Linked DNA regions of Mus musculus: regions 2 and 3 are each linked to region 1. Evidence: chromatin contacts called from public HiChIP or PLAC-seq and promoter capture Hi-C data. All regions are on one chromosome and are shown on one strand. Each heading gives the region's core, a stretch centred on a gene start, on an enhancer-like site or on the middle of the called end of the contact. The rest is flanking DNA. Distances are from core to core; before and after follow the strand shown.

Evidence for each region. Promoter capture Hi-C pulls out the DNA fragments that hold promoters and counts their contacts. HiChIP or PLAC-seq counts read pairs in DNA pulled down with a chosen protein or histone mark.
Region 2: an H3K27ac HiChIP or PLAC-seq map of embryonic stem cells shows a contact between it and region 1, with 4 times the contacts expected there. The contact joins the promoter of Pdk4 here to the enhancer-like site in region 1. A contact is called at or near these places in 10 of 39 promoter capture datasets (the 3T3-L1 cell line, 3T3-L1-derived adipocytes, the C10 cell line and 5 more), 1 of 15 datasets of contacts at CTCF or cohesin (the NIH/3T3 cell line), 5 of 115 datasets of contacts at active chromatin or transcription factors (the NIH/3T3 cell line, astrocytes, embryonic stem cells and 1 more) and 2 of 9 other capture datasets (embryonic stem cells and embryonic tail).
Region 3: a contact with region 1 is called in a promoter capture Hi-C map of embryonic stem cells, with 4 times the contacts expected there. The contact joins the promoter of Calcr here to the enhancer-like site in region 1. A contact is called at or near these places in 5 of 39 promoter capture datasets (the C10 cell line, embryonic stem cells, hippocampal neurons and 2 more), 1 of 15 datasets of contacts at CTCF or cohesin (the NIH/3T3 cell line), 1 of 484 Hi-C or Micro-C datasets (cranial neural crest) and 1 of 9 other capture datasets (embryonic stem cells).

Annotation. Positions count from the first base shown.
Region 1 is chr6:4,549,177-4,552,326 of GRCm38.p6, reverse strand. No RefSeq gene overlaps it. Among named protein-coding and RNA genes, the nearest start is that of Gm33959, 36 kb to the left of the region's middle. Within about 2 kb of position 1,621, at least 24 of the 459 cell types and tissues checked have an H3K27ac peak or open chromatin away from gene starts, as enhancers often do. A contact at or near this core is called in embryonic stem cells and embryonic tail, where this site is marked.
Region 2 is chr6:5,494,799-5,497,948 of GRCm38.p6, reverse strand. It overlaps Pdk4 (pyruvate dehydrogenase kinase, isoenzyme 4), which reads left to right and starts at 1,671. Exons shown (of 11, transcript NM_013743.2): 1 at 1,671-1,916; 2 at 2,918-3,059. The coding sequence starts at 1,787.
Region 3 is chr6:3,762,118-3,765,267 of GRCm38.p6, reverse strand. Calcr (calcitonin receptor) reads left to right here and starts at 1,645. Exons shown (of 16, transcript NM_001377018.1): 1 at 1,645-1,677; 2 at 1,860-2,046. Gm33576 (a long non-coding RNA gene) reads right to left here and starts at 1,469. Exons shown (of 4, transcript XR_377297.1): 1 at 1,212-1,469.

The DNA of each region.
Region 1 (3,150 bases), core at 372-2,871:
CACACACACACACACACACACACACACACACACACACACAGACAGACACACACACACAGACACACACACAAAATCTTTATTTCAGACCATTTGCCGTCATATCTGTTCAGAGGGTTAAATGAGTAGTGGTCACAGCTCAGAGTTCGTTTTGTTTTGTTTTGTTTTGTTTTGTTTTTTCTTTTTTGAGAGCTGGGCCTTTCTTTCTTGTTCTCTCTCTCGGATTTGTGCCGACAAGAGTCATGGCACCTCCCAAAGCTAGCAGCTGCCTGGGCTTCCTGTGGTGTTTCTGTGATGTGCACCCCTTGCCTTCAGATGTGTGATGTTCTGGACAGTGGGGTTGGCCCGCTGTGGTATAGGATGCTCTGGACAAGCCATTCTGGCCTTCAGCTGGAAGCTGCTCTGGACCAAGCAGTGGAGAGAAAGCTAGAGTCACACTCCTTTATGCCAAGACTGTCTTACAGGCTCTGTGAGCAAAACACTTTTGAAAAACCAAAGATTTGCCCCTTACCAACATGTAGGGTGTGAAATAAAATGTGTTAGAAATATAATCACTTTTAAGCTTTTAGCTCTTTACTGGTAGTTTCTTTCCAAAAAATTTGAACTCGTTAATGCTTACTGTAATTGTATATGAAGACACCTTTTGCCTAAATTCTTGTCAGAACTTTTTTATTTATTTATTTTTTACAAAGAAGTATAGCCATGGGATCTTTGTTCTCTGGGCTTTCTGACCTTTAATCTCTTCCCTTCCTTTCTCCCCTTACTAACTCTTCCTCCTTTCATTTCTCTGTCTTTTCCTGTATCCTTCTCTTCTTGTCTCTCTGTTTTCTTTTCATCTTAATTTTTTTGAGACGATGTCCTTAGTTTAGCCATGGCTGACCTTGAACTTGCTACCCTCCTGCCTCTGTGTACGAGGTGCTGGAAGTACAAGCTTTCTCCGATATCCCGGCTTATTCTCTGACTTTACTAAAGTAGTTGTACCTTTCTTCTTTTGTATTTCAGCATTCTGCTTCCCTATGGTGTGTCGTGTTCTTTGGATCTGCCTCACTGCCAAACTTTTTAAAAATGTCCATCTAAGACCTGTTTGTATTTTAAGATTTAATGAGAAGACAGAATTTTCGCATTTGTGGAGACAAATATGTATTTTTTTTTTCAGAAGAGACAGGAAATGGGAAGATTGGGAGAAGGGCACATGAGTGTTCACATTGAACATCTGAATTCGGGGCTGTTTCTATTTTACCTAGAACACAGAGGCTTTGGTACTCGAGCTGGTACTTGTGCTGTTGCTTCCACAGCTTCATCTCCTTAAAGATTGCCTTACTATGCCCTCCGTTGTCCAGGTAGCCATGTTTAGTAATCTGTGGATGTTTAGGAAGGGCTGTCTAACTCAAAAGATACCAATCTAGAGGTTGCTGGGGCTGTGTGAGCGAGACTGAATCCTTTTCACAGAATTAGAAGAGGGATAAAATTTTATAATAGCCAAATTTGAAGAACAAATACACAGGAGGAAGACAAACCAGATAAAAGGTGGAGCTTGTGGAAGAGAGGGCTGAAAAGTCACAAGTTCCTGCTAGGGAGCTCCCTGGAGCTACATTATGGCCTGAACAAAGGAATTGATCACAGCAGGATGTCCTGAGCTCATTTCCCTATGCATGCTCCCTGGCTTGAACTTCTCCAAGTGGGTCTCTGGTATCTACCAGTCAATAAAACAGATGGAACAAACAAAAGTTGGCTATGGATTTGAATATCAGCTACTGTAACTGTATGAACATGGCACTGTACGGTCGTTTTCATGGCTACTGCTCTCAAATAACAATAGCTCAACATAAAATTATCAAGCTCGCTAATGTCTGCAGTGGTTGTTAGGCAGAGAAGAGAACTCAAGCAATCTCCAGAAGCAAATGGTTGCGTCACACTTTTCTACATGGCATGGTGACTGCAGATTGTTAGATCGATGGTGACCAGGGAGTTGCTAGGCAACTTGAAAGACAGGAATACAGAGTAAAAGAGGCTTCATTCTGAGATGAATTATTTGCAATGTTTGTAACAAACCGTGAAGGGCCTGAACATTTTCTAGATTTCTGACGCTAAGATATTGGCCTGCCACCGTTTAATAAATGCTGACATAGACATGTGACTCCTGGGGTCACATAGATGAAAGACTTTATTTCAAGAAGGCAAGGAATGTGAGCTTTATGCTTGCTTTAGGGTTCTTTGCCCCTCACGTCCCACAGGGACCATGGTTGAGTAACCCAAGTGGACGTGTCACAGTTGAGTAATACCTCATCTGGAAGCTAAGTCTTTTACAATGTGCTGTGAGCCAACCTGTGTGATGTGTCCTGGAGAGAGACATTATCTTTGACATACTGGACAGGCACTTGCTCTTTGCTCTGGAGACAAACACTATCTCTGTCTTTCAAGGCTGTTTGCTATCATTATATAAACATCTTTGAGCAGATAGTGAGGGACAAATGCCGTCAGTGCCTCCCTGGCTCTCAGTAAATGAACAAATGACAAACATCCATTATTCCCCCAAATGCTCTTTTCCCAGGTGCTTTATCTTTGCAACCATCTCAAAGGTCGGTTCTTGTTTCTGCTTGCTTGGATACTCTCTTGTAGTCTATATTCTGACTATTTTAAGATACTTTTGTTTTGTTCAACATCAAGAAATTTTTCTCACTTAAGCACAAAGGGACGCTGGTGAGAAGATTCCAAATGATTATTTGAGTTTAAGAAACACCACCAAGCCTAGTGCTGCCCAGGGACGCTTGGTGTGGGGCTGATAGTCATCGTTGATTATCTCCTTTGGTTTGCCTTCTCATCAACAGCTCCACTGTTCTCTCCTCCCAGGCTTAAATTCTCACAAGGGAGAAGCCGAGCACATCAACTTAGCTAGACTTTCCCCCTTGATTTACCCTTATATCTAGAAGGGGTTGGTCACCAACACACAACCCTAGTAAATTTTCTGTTGGAGGGCTGGTTTCGTGGGAGCTTGGCCACCTTCCCAATTGCTCTCTATTATATCTGGATTCGTTTTGATTCATATTTCATTGCTCAGACAAGAAATGAGATTACTGTTTTGAGTTTTATTTCATTTCATTTTTTAAAATCGGTTACGCTCTGACTTGCTTTGTGTTTCATTTTCCTGCCTAT
Region 2 (3,150 bases), core at 422-2,921, 950 kb before region 1:
CTTCCTCTTTTCTCTCAAGAGTCAGTTGCTGATGTCTGGTCATCCACCTCTGGGTTATTTCTCGGTGTCTTTAAGAACCTGCACCAGATGCTCATTACCAGAAAACCGTGACTGTTGAAGGTCTCCATTGGATTTTTTCCCCCATAGGTCTGAGCAAAATGCTTGGACACAATGGCAGGCATAAATGCTAGAACTTATATGTGACCACTAGACAGAGGTGGTGGGATGGACAGAAAGCCAACGTGTTATTTCTAAGCAAGTCACACAAGTGGACACAACATTAGGCAGACCCCCAGTATTGGTGGTAGGTTTAAGAGGAGGAACTTTGATGCTAGACCTGTGCCTGCACAAGTCCACTAAACAGCAGAGCACTGGAATCTGGGGCAGAGTTTGAACTAGAGGCAGAAATCAGACATCAGTCCTGTGACTGGGTGAGCTCTCATGGGGGAAAATGCAAAGAGTGCACCCACCGTCATCTATGACTTTCATAACACCCCAGTCTCCTCATATGCAAGGGTCGAAGGCTAAGGGTGCCTTGGATAACAAACTGCCCTTGCAGTTTATTACTATTAGTAGTTCCCATTACATTGCATTTGCAACCAAGTCGTTACAGCGTCCCTAAACACTGGCTTCATTCTACAGTCCATTTAGAGTGAACGGGAGGACGAGAGAGGTTAGGATGAGAGTGTTATGACCCGCTAGCATGTTTCAACAGCAGTCATTAGGGAGGTCAATATTGGGCAGTAACAAAGTAGGGTAGGATGCACTGAGCCTCTGGGAAATGAAAGAGCCCAAATAACTAAAATATGCTACTGGTGCCTGCTAGTGACAAAGGCTGCTTTTTGGAAGGAGGGCAGCCGCAATGAAGAAAGAGCTTTTGGAGCAGACTGGGGAGTGGAGGGCGGTCAAGAGCAAACTAGAAGGCCTTAGAGAAAGAGGGGAATGACAGGGAAGGGGGACTACAGGGCCAGCCAAACCCTCAGCAAATCGCTCTTTAGTTTGCATTTAATTAACAGGTAGAAAGTGTTACAGGAGAGAAGTGAACTGGGATTTTCCACCACATTAATAATAAGCCTATTTAGGCAGTTTCTAAACTTGAGCTGTTCGCTAAGAAGAAAGTGGATAAAACTGTAGGGTGGTCCTTGCTTTCGAGGTCCAATGGCAAAGAAGCCCATACTTTAGTAAGCAGATGATTGGCTACTGTAAAAGTCCCGCTCTGAGCGAACACCAATGCACGCTCCGCGGTGAGATTCTTGGAAACAGTTTCTGGCTAGGAATGCGTGACATTGAGATGGCTCTGGAGTTGTAAACAAGGACAAGTCTGGGCGGGCCTGAAGTCCTAGCGACCTGGGATCTATCCCAAGGGGGCCCACGTCATCCCGGATGCCTGCTGTGGCTGCTCCCCCTATCCCACCCCAACCCTCCTCCCTCTCACCCTTTGCCCCTTGCAGGCCATGGAAACCGTGTCGGGATCACTGTGCCAGGCCTTTCTAGTGACCGCGGCCAAAGGGAGGAGCCCAAAGTTCTTTCTCTGAGCTGATTGGTGTGGCCCCAAGTTCAGAGTCCCAGAGCCTCCTCCTGGCTGGAGTTGTGGAGAGGGCGTGGAGGTAGATAAAAGGCAAGACATCGGGTGGTGGGAAGACCCAAGTGTCAACCCTTCACCCAGGCTCGAGCACCCGGGACCCTGGGACCACAACGCACTTGCTCCCTCTCGACCGCGCTCCTGACCCGCAGCCCTCGCCAACCCTACGGATCCTAACCACCGCCAGCCTAGGTGGGCGTCAGGATGAAGGCAGCCCGCTTCGTGATGCGCAGCGCCAGCTCGCTGAGCAGCGCCAGCCTGGTCCCCAGGGAGGTCGAGCTGTTCTCCCGCTACAGCCCGTCCCCGCTGTCCATGAAGCAGCTGCTGGACTTTGGTGAGAGGCGGGCGACGCAGGGCCCAGGAGGGTGGCGCTGAGGCTGGGGAGGCCCCAGGATGGGAAGGGCTGAGTTCAGGGCTAGGACGACTGAGGTCTCTTTGACCGAAGAACTCGGGATTCTCAAAAGGCTGTGCACCTGTTTTCCTAGTTTGGTTACTTTCTGACAGTTTGTACCAGAAAGGCTAAGTCACTTGTAACCATACTGATGCTCAACTTCGAATCTACTTTTCTCTTCTCACTGTCTAGATCATTTGAGTGTGTATATATATATATATATATATATATATATATATATATATATATATATATATATATCCTTTCAGCCACCATTTTAATAATGGACTAGAAGCTAAACTAACTCCTTTCTTCCCAATTTCCTAATAACACAAACTTACCTTAGATTGATAGATACAGATTTAAACTCATACTCCCCGCCTCCACACACACCCCGCTGATCTCTTGGCATGCCTAGCAGGCATCTTTACTATTTCTCCTTTATTGTTTTACAAGTATTTACATTACTACTACTACTACAAAAAAAAAAAAAAAAAGACAGTTACTCCTTTTCTTCCGCGGTGGCATATGGAACATTTCAAGATGTCAATGTGGTATTGTTTGTTGCTAGTCTGGAAAGGCCTCTGTCTCCTTCTACCCAGACCCTTTCAGGTTCATACTCATTAAGGGTGTGTTATTGAGTTTGTGGTACAGGCCCTGGACTCACGCATAGAAATAACTGGAGAGTGGTCTGATTTCTCCACCGTGGGCTTATTTTTTTCTTTTCATAAAGAAAATAAACAGTATTTCACCTATATTGGTCACTCTTAAAAAGTGAAAAGGGGGTGAAATTGGACAGAAAGAAAAAGGCACTAAAGATCTAGCTTTAAAGTGTCTATAAGCACTAAGCTAACTGTAGTTAAGATATTATTTTACAACATCCTTTGTATTTGCTATTTAGTCTCAAATTTTCCCCCAAACTGAACACGCTTCACCCACTACAGGTTCAGAAAATGCCTGTGAAAGAACGTCCTTTGCTTTTCTGCGGCAAGAGCTGCCCGTCCGCCTGGCCAATATCCTGAAGGAGATTGACATCCTGCCTGACCGCTTAGTGAACACTCCTTCGGTGCAGCTGGTGAAGAGCTGGTGAGGACACACGGTTTTGAAGTCTCTGGCTTTAAAAGTTACCTGAGCACCACTTCTTAGACCATATTAACAGCGTGCTTGGATAACAGGC
Region 3 (3,150 bases), core at 396-2,895, 790 kb after region 1:
ATGTCTGGCCCCTTGTCACATTTCACACGGCCAACTATTACTGCCACTTCAATCCAGAAAATGAAGGGGCTAAAGGCTCTTCCCCTGCAGTGGAGTAGTGCTTTAGGTTTGATTGTATGAGTCTCACTCGGCCCTCTTGGTCACCCGGTTGAAGGTGAGAGGGAAAGGCAGAGAGCAAATGGAGTAGGGGGCCTATTAAGACCTATTAAGACCTATTAAGACCCCCATGGAAATCGTACAGCTGACTTGTCTTCCACTGGGGCAATAAAAGCCCCAAACTAAACAGATTAGGGGCCCCTATAGTCTCTCTGCATGGAAGAGTCGAGTAGGGGTTCAAATTAGGACAGAAGCACATACACCTTTGCCTGAAGTCACTGACTTCAGGGGCAAGGGATCCAAGGATGGATGAACAAGGAGAACTGCAGCCCCTTTCACAAGACACCTGAATCTGTCACCCAGAACTACCCAAACTCAACCTCTGAGTGCCTAGGAAAGTATTTTGTCTTGCTCTCTGACGCTTCCCCATTCTATTATTACTACTTTTTTTTTCTGGTGTGTTAGTCACCTCGAGGGCTACAGCCACTTTGCATTCCCGGGATACACAGGTAACTGCTTTTCCTGGCTTTTGCTTGAACAGTCAGGAAAAGAAGTGCCCGCTGATGCCTGGCTGCACCCAGCTCCGGATAGGAGGTGGAGGATAGCCCGTCCTTGGAAGCAACTTGCTTTCCTCCCAGGGTGCGCCTGCCAGCCCAGACTGCGCCCGCCTGGAATCAGATTGTCCCGGGCTCCTGCTGGCTTTCAGTGGAGAAGGGGAATTGTCCTCAACACCAAGTCAGGTAGGTACCTCAGACTACTCTTTTCTAGCTGTGCTCACTTCGGTCATTCACCCTAAGATAATAAACCAGCAACAACCTCTTTTGTGGAGGGCAATGTCCCCCCAAATCCAACCTGCACCTTAGGTTGCACCTGCCCAAATCCAAAGGGGTCCAGGGCTTGCTGGACCCTCTGGTTTTTCTTACCCTCTGCCTCCGGGGTCCTTACTCAGCACTCCAGGTCTTGGTCAGCTGTTTTCTCACGCTCCCACCCTAATTTTACTGCCGCGCCCCACTACAGATTCCACTCTCCATCGGGTCCCTGGTGCGGTCACCTGAGTGACCACGTTTGGAGCCAGGGACCACTCTCTTTGGGGTAGGGTTCTTTGGGAAACTCACCTCCCTACGGAATTTTCATCCTCCAGGGAAGGGGTTGGACTCTCAGAAAGCTGCCTCCAGGGACGGGTTACGATCACTGAGCCCAATCTGTCGACCACCCAACTCCCTCCCTACTCAAGGTCTAACTGGGGACCCTCTCCCGCTTCCTGGAGCTCCGAGCGCTGGGGTGTGGGGACTCTTGGGGTGTGGAGCAGCGGCAGCGAGTGCAGACCCTCTCCCGCTGGGGCTTGGGGTCCGGAGGAGCACGGAGCGGCTGCTAGCCCCTCCCTCCGAGGGCTGAAGGGGCTGACGCGCAGGGAGGGTCCGGGCGGGGCCGGCTCTGAGATCGTCCGCTCCCCCCACCACCCCCCTTGGCCGCAGCGCGTAGGGAGGAGGGAGCGGGTGACGCGCGCACCGAAAAGGACTTAAGTCGGAGAAGTTTGCGCACAGCTTCATCTCGGAGCGAGCAGCGGCAGGCACTGCTAAGGTGAGGCTCCCGCGCTTTGGGGAGCAGAGCAACCGGGAAAAGGACCTTGCCTGGAGCCTATTTTGCTTTGCAGTCTTGGGCTTTAAACCTACCCCATAAAGGAGGCTTAAAGGTCTGGAAATTGGAAGGTGGACAAGAAGGAGTGCTTAGGACTAATTCAGTTTGCTCTCACTTTAAACTAGGAGAGCCAGCCGCCCAAGACTCTGGGCGGACTGCACCTGGCTGGCTTGCAGACAACTCTTGGTTGGAGAGGTGCTTACTTCTGCGCCTCACCCTGCCGTTGGCATCCCCTGCCTGCAGATGCCCAGTGAAGTCTGCGTTCCTGAGAACACCTGAGCTGTGCCCAGACATCCAGCAAGAGAATTCCTGGTAAGAAGAAGGGGTTTTTTCCCCCTTTCTTTTTTCTTTTTTGGAGGGAATGATTGGAATTAAAGATGTGGAGTGTCCCAGGAAAGATGATAGTGAGAATGATACTTTGTGGATTTTTTTTTATATTGCAAAATTGTAGTTTGACTGGTTGATACATTGTGGATTTTTTTAATTGCAAAATTGTGACTTGACTGGTTGATACTTTGTGAATTTTTTATTGCAAAATTGTAGTTTGACTGGCTGATACTTTGTGGATTTTTTTTATTGCAAAATTGTAGTTTGACTGGTTGATACATTGTGGGTTTTTTTAATTGCAAAATTGTAATTTGACTGGTTGATACTTTGTGAATTTTTTATTGCAAAATTGTAGTTTGACTGGCTGATACTTTGTGGATTTTTTTTATTGCAAAATTGTAGTTTGACTGTGATGTTTAGAGGTGTTCTTGTAGGGTCGGCTTAGTCTCGGTTGCTTCATTTTACCATGGCTTAAGAAAAAAAAGTGTCATTGGAAGATGTGATAGTTTATACCTTTGTGTTGTGGAGCTCTCTGGTTCTGTGGGTGTTTTATGATATTACTCATATGAATTTTCTCTCAAAAGTTTTAGCCTCCTGTACTGCTGAGTATAGCAATTTCTAGGCTTAAGGTCGTGGCTTTTCCTAATAGATGTTTAATAGGTATCAATTAAAGAATGTGGGCATCTAGGCAGCGTTGTGCTGGGTCTTGGAATACAGTGGTGAATGCTGTTGCTTGTTTGGTCATGTTCTACACAGAATTTCCAACAATCATTTATGCATAGCAACCATTCTTCACACCTATTAAGAAAAATCTGTTGTTTACATAGTTTCCTAATAAGCCTCCTTTGTTTTACTGCTCTTTCTAAGACAGGGTGGATAAAGTAAATTAGGGGTCAATTAATTAATTAATTAAGAGGTCAAGAGGTCACTTACCTTGAGGTCTAAAATGGTGCAAAGTCAAAAATCAAAAAAGTGCACTTAGAATGGCCGCCTATTCTGCAAGCTTTGCCTCTGGAATCTACCTAAGAGTTCTTGATGATACCTTTAATCTAATAGTATGTTAATCTATGACCTATTGTAAATCTATAT